2 separate regions of the Ovis aries genome follow, and region 1 is linked to region 2. Evidence: chromatin contacts called from public Hi-C data. All regions are on one chromosome and are shown on one strand. The core of a region is the stretch at or near the end of the contact, and the rest is flanking DNA. Distances in the headings are between cores, read along the strand shown.

Region 1 (6,559 bases), core at 3,182-5,681, 130 kb after region 2:
AATGGTCCTCAAACTAACACTCCAAGTGCATTCCTGTCTCAAGGCTTTTGCATTTGCTCTTCTTCTAAACCTTCCCAGACAATATTCATTTAGGTATCTGCTCAAATGTCAGCTCCAAAAAGATGCCATTCGTGCCACCTCTCTTCAACAGCACTTCTGTCCTTGTCACTGTCCATTCCATTATCCCTTGCACTTTCTTTACAGCACGAAGCCCTATCTGAAATTATATAATTACTTGTCTATTGTCCTCCTTCCCCATCAGACTGTAAGGCTGTTCATAAGGGCCGGCAGTTTGTTGATTGTTGGATTCCCAGTACCAGGCACACAGTAGCCTCAATAAATCCTGTTGAATGAATGAATGGTTATCATCCATGGCACTTTCTCAGCCTGAGATCCAAGTGTATGTTCATAGAAAACCCACAAATTCTCTACAAAATTTAAAAAACCAGTGTTATCATTTTGATACAAATCTAAGTAATATTATGATTTTTCTAGATGAGCACCTCAAAACATGAAATTTCGAGTGCTGAGTTCACACTGACTTAGGGTTTTGTTCGGATCCGATGAACACCGAAGGACATCCTGACAAAGTGTGTGAATACAGAGTTCACGTAATTTTGAAAGTTGAGTCATCGCATGTCACTGAGAAACCTCAACAAAAGAACCAGCATGTTAACTGTCAGTGCCACATTCCAGTTAGAAGCAGAAATTGCACAAAACACACAAACGTGCTTATATTCACAACAACTTTAGCTGTGAGTGAACTAGTTACACACACAGAACTTGCTCTTTGGTTCCCAGCAATAATTAAATTATGTTGTGTAGTCTCTTAATTGTGCCCAACTCTGTGTGATCCCGTGGACTGTAGCGCTCCAGGCTCCTCTATCCATGGGATTTCCCAGGCAAGAATACTGGAGTGGGTTGCCATTTCTTTCTCCAGGGGCTCTTTCTGACCCAGGGATCTAACCCTTGTGGTCCTACATTGACAGATTCTTTGCCACTGCACCAACTGGGAAACCCTAATAATTAGATTAAATACTATTTAATCCAGATTACAAACACTCAAAAATACTAACCCTATCTTATAGTGAATAAGACTGCTTTACAGAGTTATTAAGTGATACTCAATTAAAATTGACATTCCAGGATTTTGTAGCTCCAGAATTCTTATGAAAATATGAAATCTGATTATCTTGCACTAGCAGCAAAAATCTTGGAAGTTATTAATATTTTGTGCAAACAGGTATCATTTGCACTGCCATTGTTAAACATATAGAGACACATAATATGGATCATAAGTTGAGTCTTATACTCACAAACCGAACATTTTACAGTTTTCATGGACATTAATTTTAAATGGATGGACCGAGTAACCATCGTCCTTGGGGCAGGAGAATGCTCATCACTGTGGTTATATTACAGTTTCCTCTTCTTTCTTTTTCTTTTCCCTCAATTTAGGACCTGAAGAGTAAAAGAAAGTTCAAGAATGTACTAAAAGAAAAACGTGTATCTTCATTCCGGGAACAATTTTGAGTTTTTCTAGAATGGTCAGACCTCTCTCTGAACCTTCTAGCTCTATGCCCTAAACACAGTCGTGCCGTTCATGAACGAAAAGTTAGAGCAAGAAGTACTTGACGCAGTTTTCGTATATATAGTTTCATAAGACCTATTTTAAAAGGCAAGGGAAGAGCCAAAGTATAAGCCAATACACATTTTTAGCCCTGTGAATCATGTATGTAAATTTATAATATTCCAAGATATAAATGCATCATAATGGTGATGGGCAAGAAGTTAAATCCAAGGCAGTCTGCAGGAGGGGGCTTTTATGCCAGTGAGTAGCAGTATACTGAAGAAATTACATGCGTGTTCTAAATTAAAGCATCAGCACTAGATGTCAGCAAATCTCAACGTGGAGAGAGTGATTAAGTGGATAGCATATCCCTGACAAGGACACCTCAGCCAGCATTTTCCCATATGAACATTTATTTTCAAATAGCCTGGCATTTGCTAAGGTGTGCTCCCCAAATTCTATGGCTATTAATAGGTATTGTCCAGGGAAGGATTCTACAGTCAGATACGTTGAGGAAAGGTTGAGTAAACTAAGTCTTCTTTTTTCTGCTGAAGAACTTCTCAGAGCCTTTCTAAGCTGATGACAACGTTACTCTTTCCAGAGAGCAGTGCTGACAGCTCCGAATGCCTAGGGAGAGGAAGGGCTTAGTGACCAGAGTCTGCTGGTAGCCCAAGATCCTAAGTTACACTTACTCTTTGCACAGTTTTATTTATTTACTTTTTTTGGTTTGTTTTCTTTAGAGTGTATATTTCAAGGGTGATTTGGGGATGGTGAAAGAAGTAATGGCCTATGCCACCTGGACCCTATTATTGACATGGAGCGTTTCTACACTTCTTTGGCTGCAAAACCATTTTGAATCTGTGTCAGAGGCACACTCTTTAGGAAAAACCAAGACAGACAAAGTTTGCCTCTCATTATGGTCTACCTTTATCTGGGTGCTTGAAAAAGAGTAAACTGCTTGCCCATATTTTCTGCTAGGATATGGAGGCTTTTTCCATTTAATGTTATACTCTAGTTAATATGTGGTTTTGTATAAGATGTGGGCAAAAGATTCACCTTATTTTATTTATCTCTTTATATTACAGAATACCAGTTGTCCCCAAACCTTGCATTAAGTGTGTTTTTGGTTTTGTTTTCAGGTCCAGAATCCTTCAGATCTACTTAGCAATAAGTTCAATATGTAAAATAGTTAAATGTGGATGAAATGAGGAAGGATGAGAGTTATTCCAACCGACAACACTCCCTATACCTGTTCCCACCCTCGCTATCTGGGAGGCTCCAGGGAGTATTTTGAACGTCATTGGAGTAATTCATCCCCCATAAATGACTTTAAAACACTATGTCTGTAATATGCTCCACTAAAATTTCTACCCATTTCATTTTTTTTTCTATTTTACTGCCAATTTCATACTTTAATTAATTTAGAACCCAAGAGCTTTATAATATAACAAAGGAAGAGATTGAAACATCTAATAGATGAGTAAAATAACAGTATGATTTGGGGGGCTACAACATTAGCATATTTCTTTTTAAAATAATATTTACTATTGGCAAGAGTTGACTAGATACCTTCAACATAGAGAAGACTAACTTGGTAAAACCATATATTGATCGATAATGTGATAATGTGTGTCACAAGTTTACAGGGTTGACATTCTTTTCCCTACCACATCACTTACAGAATTTAATCCTAAAGAAATTACCATAATGTATAGGAAATTTTTGCTGTTGTTTATATTACGGATATATTGAAAATGGTCCAAATGTTTAACAATGTGGGGCTGGTTGAATGAATCCTGGGACAGCCTTGAGACAGGATACTCTTCAGCCATTACAGTGATGTAAAAATAAAAGAATTTTATTGCTTACTGGTGATACATATGGCCCTGTACCAAGCACCTTAATCATATTGTCTCACTTAAGCCTAACAATATCCTTAGATGATAGGTATTAGCATTCCCATTTACAGATGAGAAAACACAGAAGTTCGAGCAGCTAGTAAAGTAGTGTTGCTGGAATTCAATCTCTGTCTGCTGTTAACTCTCATTCTTAATCAGTGTCCTAATGATGGGGGAGAATACTCACTTCTTACTTATAAGTTACTGTTTCAATGCAGTATAACTGACCTTAACAAACAAACAAAAGACCACACCCTCCTATATGCAACTCCTTCTTCCTAACTTTGGAAGTTACTTATCCTTAGTATTGTCCCCTTCATTCCACCCCCATTCCCCTTCCCCCAGTGAATCGACCTTTGTGGATGTATGTGAAGTCACTTCAGCCACTCCAGCTCTTTGTGACCCCGTGGATTGTAGCCCACCAGGTTCTTCTGTCCTTGGGATTCTCCAGGCAAGAATACTGGAATGAGTTGCCATTTCCTCCTCCAGGGGGATCTTCCTGACTCAGGGATCTAACCTCAGCCTCCTGCTTCTCCTGCATTGCAGGCAGACTACCACTAAGCTACCTTGTGTTAGGGGGCTTCCCAGGTGGCAGTAGTGGTAAAGAAACCGCCTGCCAATGCAGGAGATGTAGAGACTCATGTTCCATCCCTGGGTCAGGAAGACCCCTGGAGACAGGAATGGCAACCCATTCCAGTATTCTTGCCTGGAGAATCCCATAGAGAGAGGAGCCTGGTAGGCTACAGTCCATGGGGTCACAAAGTCGGACACGACTGAAATGACTTAGCATGCGTGCACACACCATGTGCTGGGCTTTAAATGCCCACTGAAGCCCAAGAGGACAAAGAGGACAGGAAGAAAAAGCCTCTTCCCCAGAGATTCCTGGAGCATTCTCTGCTCTAACCAGGAAGGTCTGGAGCAATGCCCTTTGTCCTAGAGGAGGTACTTTCACTTACTCATCTGTCCAGCATGACTCATGCCCAAGAGTGTGGAGTAAATGAAATTTTACAGTATTTATGTTTTTGTGACTTCTATAAACATGGCAGTGTGGAAAGAGCATGCATGGACTTTGGAATCAGACAGACCTGAGGTGAACTCCTGGCTTTGACACTTAGTAGTTGTGCAACTTGGGGCTAGTTAATAACTTCTCTGGGCAACCTCATCTGTAAAACAGGAATAATGAAGTCTGCTTCACAGAACTGGGTATGAACATGCAATGAGCCAGCAAAAATGAAAGTGGACCCTGTAGCCCCTGGCACACATAGACACTCAGACCTTTCCTTCCGCTCTCAGATTGTGGTTTGGGGGGCGAGCATCTGCCAAGTCTTGTGTTTATTTTTACACTTTTCTACTATATAAAGTACAGTGCTTTGTTTACAGAAGCGTCCTATAAATACCAGCTGAACAATGTTGGCATACATGAGCAGAAACTAAATCATGGGTAGATAGATTTTAGGTGTGGGTTTTTTAAAAATACTTATTTATTAATATTTATCAGAACTTAGTTGGGGCATGCAGGGTCTTAGTGGTGGCCCATGGGCTTAGTGGCCCTGCAGCATGTAGGATCTTACTTCTCCAGGGATCTAAGCCGCATCCCCTGCCTTGGGGCTTCCCTGGTGGCTCAGATGATAAAGAATCTGCCTGCCGTGTGGAAAACCTGGGTTCAATCCCTGGGTCAGGAAGATCCCCTGGAGAAGAGAATGGCAACCCACTCCAGTATTCTTGCCTGGAGAATCCCCCATGGGCAGAGGAGCCTGGTGTGCCATGGCTTTTACAATCCATGGGGTGGCAAAGAGTCAGACACAACTGAGTGACTGAATCTTTCACTTTCTTAACCGTTGGACCACCAGAGGACTCCCCTAGGTGTGTTTAAATATTTAATAAGTGTTTATCCTATCATAGAGAAACTGCCAACTGGAGATAAATGGGATGTGGAGTCAGGGCCTAAGCGTCAGCTAAATGGTTTCCTGCATGGAGCCACCAACTCCAAAGGGGAATGGGAATCAAGCTCTGGGCTCTAGACTCACTGAGCCCCTGAGAGCGCCATGTTTCATTGACTCAAAGGTAGCCTTCTGTGGGTAGATGACAGCCTGCCCTGGCCTATCAGTGTCTCTTTTGACATGAGGGGTTCCTCTTATAAACAATTTGCTATGCCCAGTTTAAATGTTTTCTTTTTATCTTTTAATTATAAATTCATGCAAGAAAGATATCATGTGAAACTCCTTTACCCATAAACTGACATTGCCATACTTGCTATAACTTTAAAAAATTTTTTTAACTTAATTTCAGACTTTTAGAAAAGCCAGAAGAATATTACAAAGAATTCCCATGCACCCTTCACAGTTTCCCAAGTGTTAATGTATTTGCTTATCCTTGTCTTTCTGTTAGATAGGCAGTTTTGGTTTTTTTTCCCCCTGAGCCATTTAAGATAAATTTCCCTCCCTCCCACTTTTTCCTTCCTTGTGTGTGTGTTAGTCGCTCGGTCATGTTCTCTTGGCAACCCCATGAACTGGGGCCCTCCAAGTTCCTCTGTCCATGGAATTCTCCAAGCAAGAATACTGAAGTGGGTTGCCATTTTCTTCTCCAGGGGATCTTCCCAATTCAAAGATTGAACTCAGGTCTCCTGCATTGCAAGCAGATTCTTTACCATCCGAGCCACAAGGGAAGCTCTCCTTCCTTGCTTGCTTTCTCTCAAATAAAACATTTAGGTAGAGCTGAGCTCCCCATTCCTCACCCAGCCCCTTTCCTCCCTCCTTGCCTTCCCTCACCTTTGTCAGGGAACCTGCTGGCTTGCGTGTTTCTGTCCTTTTGCTGTGTATGATTAGACCTAGAGATGAATTTTTGTTATTTTGAGACTTGTTTTGCAATCCAGAACTTGATCACTTTTATGAATGTTCTATATAAACCGAGAATTCTGCAAATGATCCAAAAGCTGTAAACTACTTACAACAGTGGCTAGCACAGCAAAAGCACCATAAAGTGTTAGATTTTTAATAAATAGCCATTTGGTTGTAAGTTATAAATAAAGCCCACTAGCTCATATTTTTATTATTGAAGTATAATTGATTTATAATATTATATTAGTTTCAGG
Region 2 (6,655 bases), core at 2,866-5,365:
AGAAGAGGAAATGGAAACTAGCTGACCTTCCGCAGGTCACACTGCTCATTAGCAACAGAACTGAGATTAAATCTCAGGTCTCCTGGTTTCCCAGCTAATTGCCTCTTCCCCTCCAGACAATAATGTCTTCCAACTGTCTAGTTTCAGGGGCTCCTTTTCTCCCTAAGCAGCCTGTGGAAGCCTGGACTGGAGGAGAGAACACTAAGTTATGATATGAGGAGACTCTGCCCGACATGTGACAGTCAGCTCATGCAGGGAATGTGCGAGTCAGGTTAAAAAAAAAAGACTGAGCTGGGCATGGATTCAACTCCCTCAGCTCCCACAATCTGACAGATTCCAGGGGAGCGTGAGAGGGAGGGAGGGTGTCTGAGTCAAAGCCAGGCCCCAGTGCTCTCCCTCGGAAAGGCTGGGCACCGGCCTCAGGCACAAGTCTGCCATCCTTCTGTAAGAAGGACATGTGTTTTGGGGATCTGACATCTGGAGACCCGGTTCTCTCCTGAGCTACAGGAGAAGGCTCCTGGGTTTGCAGCCTTCTCCTGTAGCAGAAATATGCCCTGAGGAAGCTTAGACATAGCAGGACTCTGAAGGCAGAGGCCCAGCTGAGAAACCCTCTCAGCCTGCAGCCTTGAGCAGGTGAACCTTAGGTGCCCAGGAAAGGGGACACCCCACCTCCTGGGCTGGTGGAACCTCTCCAACAAGGTGGCCTCGGACGTCTCACAATCAACTTGTTCAAACGTGATTGTCTTCCACCTTTAAACCTCTCTTCCTTTCTCAGCTGGGATCGCTATCCATCTTCCCAGCAAATCGCTGGGGTATTGACCCCAACCTCCCATCTTGTCCTCCCCCCACCCCTACTCCACCTTACCAACCACTGACAACGTCAGCTCCTACATAGGTCTCGTCTCTTCTAGGTACCAACCTCAGGCTACCTGGGTGAGACTTCCTTCATCCCTGGTGTGTAGCAGCCAACATTGGGCCTCAGCTACCAGGCCCTCTCCCTCCATAAGGCTGCTGGAGGTCCTTCTACAGCAGAATCTGTTATCCCTCTGCATTAAACACTGTGTCCTCTCATCCCCAGCCACCCTCCAGGCCATACCCAAGGCCCTGCAGGACCCAGTTCTCTGCTCCCTCTCCAGGGCCACCTCCTGTGACACTCCTGTCCCGGCCAATCCATACACAGAACAACCCTGAGCTGTGACCACTCATTATATTCTGTTATATCCTGGACTTTCCCTGACACTGTTCTGTGGATTGCCCTCCCTGAGTCTCTCTGCCTGAAAAACTCCTCCCACAATGGGTTAGGGGTTCCCTTGGTCAAGTTTCCCTAGCCCTGCAAGACAACCAAAGAGGTCAGCTTGCCATTCCCTAAGTCATCCCACCCAGCTTCATCATAATTGCTGTGCATCTTTAAAGACTGCATTTCCTCACCTATTATTATGTCTGCCTGTAAGGACTTCCCCAATAGCTTAGTGTTAAAGAATCCACCTGCAATGCAGGAGAGGCAGGAGATGAGGGTTCAATCCCTGGGTCAGGAAGATTCCCCTGGAGGAGGAAATGGCAACCCACTCCAGTATTCTTGCCTGGAGAATCTCATGGACAGAGGAGGCTGGCAAGCTACAGTCTAACAGTCCATGGAGTCACAAAGAGTTAGACATGACTGAGCATAGCACATTGGAGGAGGAGTGAGGATTGTAGTGAGGATTAAATGAGATGATGTTCATGTGTCCTACACTCAGCACAGCACCTGACTCAGTAAATACTGAAAAATACACGCTACTGTCATCACTTATGCCAGAGCATGACACATCGTGGTCTGATCTTGGTAGCCTATGACTACATTTCATTGGCATTGAGATGTTTTCCTTGGGGTCATGGGCGTGTTCTCTATGCTATAGTCTGATAGGATGGGGCTCTGCCAGGAACATCTGCCCCAGGAGGGACTCCATCAAAGGCCAGCTTCCCTCGCGCCCATCACTAGCTACTCAGCTCAACACCTGGATTCCCAGAAGCATGGGCCTCAGAAATGAAGGCACAGAAAGAAGGCTCCCACTTATACATCTCAGGCCAGTGTCTCAGGACACTGATAACCTCCAAACCTCCCACGTTATGAGGAAGGCTCATTTTCACAGAGGTGCATTCAAGAGCGCAGGTTAAATGTTTCTCCCAGCTGTAAAGAGTTAACTCCTGATAATGTCATGTGATATGACTCCTTAGGAAGGAAGGAGGAGCTAAAGGCACTGGGGTCCTCTGGGGACCTACTACAGGCAGACCCTGTACTGAACACCTTCACACATGTGATCTTGTTAAATCTTAGTTCTAGCCCCCTGAAGAGTGCCAGTAAATATTTTTGAATATTTACTGTGTCGGGCGATGTGCTGAGTGTAAGACACATAAACATTGTCTCATTTAATGCAGATGACCCGCTCGACAGTCGCCCCAATCCTGACCCTAGTTTGCCACTCAGTAAAAAGGCCCTTAGAAATTCCTACATTTGTGATTTGATTCGCTAACAATATAATTCATGCAGAACCAGAAGAGCACCACCGAGTAACATCCCCTCCGTTCAACTTTGCAGTGGGGACGTCAGAACCCAAATCAGCAAATCTGTGTGGGAATCGAACATATGGCAAAGCTTTGGTAAGTAATCTAGCCTGGTTAGCTGTATCTTCCAGGCTTTAAACATCTCGCCCTATCTGTGCCATGAAGGGAGAACAAGTGTCCTTTGTTCCAGGCCTGGGGATCATTAGAAAATTGCAGCTGAGGGTTCTTTGTTCCTAAAGCCTGTCAACTAGCGGTACACCACTGGCTGCTGCCCTCTTTCTTGCCAGATATTCAGCTCTTAGGCAAACAGAAGGTATTACCTAGCAGACATCTCACACAGGGCGGGGGAGGCAGTTTCTGTGGTATGTCCCCGCTGGGTGGAGGTGCCTGGCCAATTGCCAGAGGCAGCTATAGGGGTAAAGAGATGCAAAGGTCTCGAGTTCAGTGAAAGCACAAAACACCATCATCTCAGAGGGAACCCTCAACCGCCTCCCCCGGGAGCACTGAGGCAAGTGTCATCCACTGGGGTTGCCCGAGATGACTCCAATTGACCAAGGTTTTATATTTTCCCCTGGCTCTGTCATGGTATGCAGGCTGCCCAGGAGAGGGTGACCTTGGGCGAGGTGGCTCGTGGCGGCCAAGGACACCTGAAGAAGCCAAAAGCCACCTGCGGCGCACCCACCCCTAGTTGGATGGTTTGTCCTTTCCTGAAGGGGGATCACATAGTGCGTGTCTGGGTCTAGCTCAGTGTCACCCCGTGAAAACACATCTCCCTCATCATCTTCCGGGCAGGAACGTGGGTACCCTCAGGGTCAGCAGAGAAAGGGTGAAGTGGTGGCTGAAGGAGAGGTCAGCTTGGGCGTTCTGGACTCTGTGGGCATCAGATCTCAAGACTCATGCATCATGAGAACTAGAACAGACTGGAGAGAATGTCTCAGCCATCTGCTCGTCTTTATGGAACAGACTGGGCAGAGATGTGAGTGCTTTGCTCCTGGTATGGACAGGAAATCTAATTCAATTATTTCATTTGGGTCATCCCTGTATTAGGAAAATTGCCCAAAGGGCAGCGATGGGACAATCAAGAGCTCCCTGCCTCAACCCGGTACCCAGGGGCAACCCAGGGTGGTTTGGCTGTTGCCACAAAGTGAAGGTTGTCAGGCTTGACAGCTTGAACCACTGCCCTCAGCGAGCCCTGGCTAAGGGGAAGAGGGCAGTCCATCACGTTGGATTATCTTGCCCCCACCCTTGGAGAGGTAGCTGCAGTCGGGAAGTCAGAGAGAGAGGGGATGGGACAGGGTGGTGATGGAGATGTAACCACAACAGAGGGGCAGCAAGAGGGCAAAGCGGCAGCATGACTGACCCTTTCCTCTGGGCCTGAGACTTTGGGGCTAGGGTCCTGCAGCTCTTCAGAGGCCCATTATCCCAGGGTGGGGAGAGCAATTCAGAGCCCACACAGTCAAATCTGATTGGACTCTAATATGCGCTGGAGGAAACAGGATGGAGGACAGAGAGGAAAGAAGTGATTTTCTGGCCACTGGCACAACCAGAGGGACAGCTCCCAAGAGGCCACAAGGTGGCACAGTGGCTCTGCCCACAACCCTGGGCCAGGCCGGAGAGCAGGGGAAGGTGGATCCTGGTGTCCTTGACCTGGAATTTTCCAGCAATTCCAGGAATGTAGTGACCTTAAGCCTTCCCTGGGGCTTGGGGTGGAGGAGCAAAGGGGAGATCCACTGACTGAACAAACTCTGGACCTGGCCCTGCTCAGGCCCCCAGTTCCTTCTCAACTCAGTACATGTTTCTTGAGCACTCACCACCTCCTTTAAGAGGAGAGCCAGCAAAGGGTTAAGTCCCAGACCCTGATCCAGGCCAATCCATTCCTGGGGAGACTGCACAAGCAGAGGAAACAGAAGCGTAAAGACACGGAATTGGTGGGTTGCCAAAACATGACACACAGGGATTCAGTGCTGTGAGGACAAGCGACGCAGATAAGTCAACTTGGGCACCACCCTAAGGGAAGACTTCTTGGAGGAAGTGGCCTTGAAGGGCAGGCAGAGATGAGGCTCAATCCAGAGAGTGAAGGAAAGGTTGGGTGAGGATGCAGATTTGTGGGTGAGCATTAGAAAAGGCAGGACCAGCCCCTCTGGGACATGTAGGGGGAACAGAAGCAGATAAGGGGGAGTCCTGTTTTGAGGAGCCTTAAAGAGCAGCAGATAAAAAAATCTGCCTGCAATGCAGGAGACTCGGGTTCCATCCCTCAGTCAGGAAGATCCCCTGCAGAAGGAAATGGCAACCCACTCCAGTATTTTTGCTTGAAAAATCCCATGTACAGAGGAGCCTGGCAGGTTGCAGTCCATGGGATGACAAAAGAGTCAGACATGAAAGAGCTACTAAGCACACATGCATGAAGCAGGGGACAGAGCTGACTCAGTCCACCCTCAGTGGGGAGACCCTGCGAATCTGGGAGAGGCCTGGGGTGTGGGGCAGGTCTGGTGGGAAACAAGGAGATCCTGTCCCGGGTGACTGGCCCTGAGGCTCAGTGGAGGAGAATGTCACTGCTCTTGGCCACATTTCCAAGTGAGAACCTGCAGGATTTGACAACAAAGTGGACACAGATCATGGGGGAATTAGGGGGACAGAGGCCTCAGGCTGGAATAAGTTGCTCACTTTCACGTTTCTCTAGGTGAGTGGTTACCAAAGTGGGGTCTGGGGACCAGCAGCAGTTGAGAACTTGTTAGAAAGGCAGCTTCTCAGGCCAACATCAGACCTACTGAGTCAGAAGCGAGGGTGGGTCCAGTGCTGCATTGAATGCCCCCCTAGGGAAGCCTAGGGCCCACGGCGGAGTGAGGTCCATTGCCCTAGGTTGATGCCAGTTCAGCAGCTTAGCCAATCAATGCCCTTGCCAATGGCTCCAGCCAGTGCGGGAACTGGGGACAGGGCAACAACCTCACTCTCCCTTCTCACAACCCAGATGCCTCCAGTGGCCCGGATCTCCGTGAAAGCCCCCACGGTCCTGGAGGCGGCAGCCCCGGGCTCGGAGAATGTAGCTGTGCTGACCAGAGGGTAAGTGCTGTGCCTCCAGCAAGCTCCCAGGGGTTCCCCACCTGCTCCCATCCTGTGCAGAAGAGTAACAGGTGGCCTGGCTGACCAATCCCGGAGAGATGCTATAACAAAATCCCTGCCAGCCATAAACGACCTTCTAATGAGGGCTATAATCCCGGGTCTCTGTAGCACTTCGTTGACTATTTCACTAGGATTAAGCTCAAGTGTTTTTGATGGTTTCTACTTTATTACCGCCACTCTTTAGACCTGGAGAAGTGTCATTTGGGAGGAATTTTGGTCAATTAAGTAAATTAATCACAGGGCATGGAGAAGGAACTGGCAACCCATGCCAGTATTTTTGCCTGGAGAATCCCATGGACAGAGAATCCTGGTGGGCCACAGTCCATGGGGTCTCAAAGAGTCCAACACAACTGAGCGACTAACACACACACACACACACATACACAATCACAGGCCATACGCAGAGGCTCCTGAAATGCCTCACACATTAGGTTCAGGGCCCCTGCCCAGGTAAGTACATAAGATACAAAGGTTTCAACCAAATTTATGACCTGCATGTTACTATTAAGGTTTCCCTGGTGACTGAGTGGTAAAGAATCTGCTGGCCAATGCAGGAGACAAGGATTCGATATCTGAATTAGAAAGATCCCCTGGAGAAGGAAGTGGCAACCTACTCCAGTATTCTTGCCTGGGCAGGCCCATGGACAGAGGAGCCTGGCGGGCTGTAGTCCATGGGGCTGCGAGAGTGAACAAGATTGAGTGACAAAACTACAACAACAACATTACTATCAACTCTGCTCATGAACCAGCAGCTAGAATAGCCGGAGCAATACCCACACCCCCAAGGACCACCCCACTGCCTTCAACGGAACACTAAGAAGATAGCCACACCCCCACTACAATCCTCCAGACTTGGAGGGAGCAGGAAAGTGGCTTCAGGGATGACAAAGAGTGTGGGCTCTTGACTCAGTTCTGCCTGTGTGGCTGGCACTGCTGCTGACTTGCTGTGACTTCAGACAAGTTATTCAGACCTCTGTGTCCTCATTTCTTTAAA

Evidence for each region. A called contact is a pair of places that touch in the nucleus more often than the background predicts.
Region 1: a contact with region 2 is called in a Hi-C map of liver, with 7 times the contacts expected there. The contact joins two enhancer-like sites. A contact is called at or near these places in 3 of 16 Hi-C or Micro-C datasets (hypothalamus, liver and mixed tissues).

The regions. Positions count from the first base shown.
Region 1 is chr9:43,865,135-43,871,693 of ARS-UI_Ramb_v3.0, forward strand. No RefSeq gene overlaps it. Among named protein-coding and RNA genes, the nearest start is that of VCPIP1, 11 kb to the left of the region's middle. Within about 2 kb of position 4,432, at least 11 of the 54 cell types and tissues checked have an H3K27ac peak or open chromatin away from gene starts, as enhancers often do. A contact at or near this core is called in liver, where this site is marked.
Region 2 is chr9:43,731,021-43,737,675 of ARS-UI_Ramb_v3.0, forward strand. It overlaps VXN (vexin), which reads left to right. Exons shown (of 7, transcript XM_042254265.2): 4 at 2,576-2,637; 5 at 3,334-3,517; 6 at 5,510-5,601. Among named protein-coding and RNA genes, the nearest start is that of VXN, 19 kb to the left of the region's middle. Within about 2 kb of position 4,116, at least 15 of the 54 cell types and tissues checked have an H3K27ac peak or open chromatin away from gene starts, as enhancers often do. A contact at or near this core is called in liver, where this site is marked.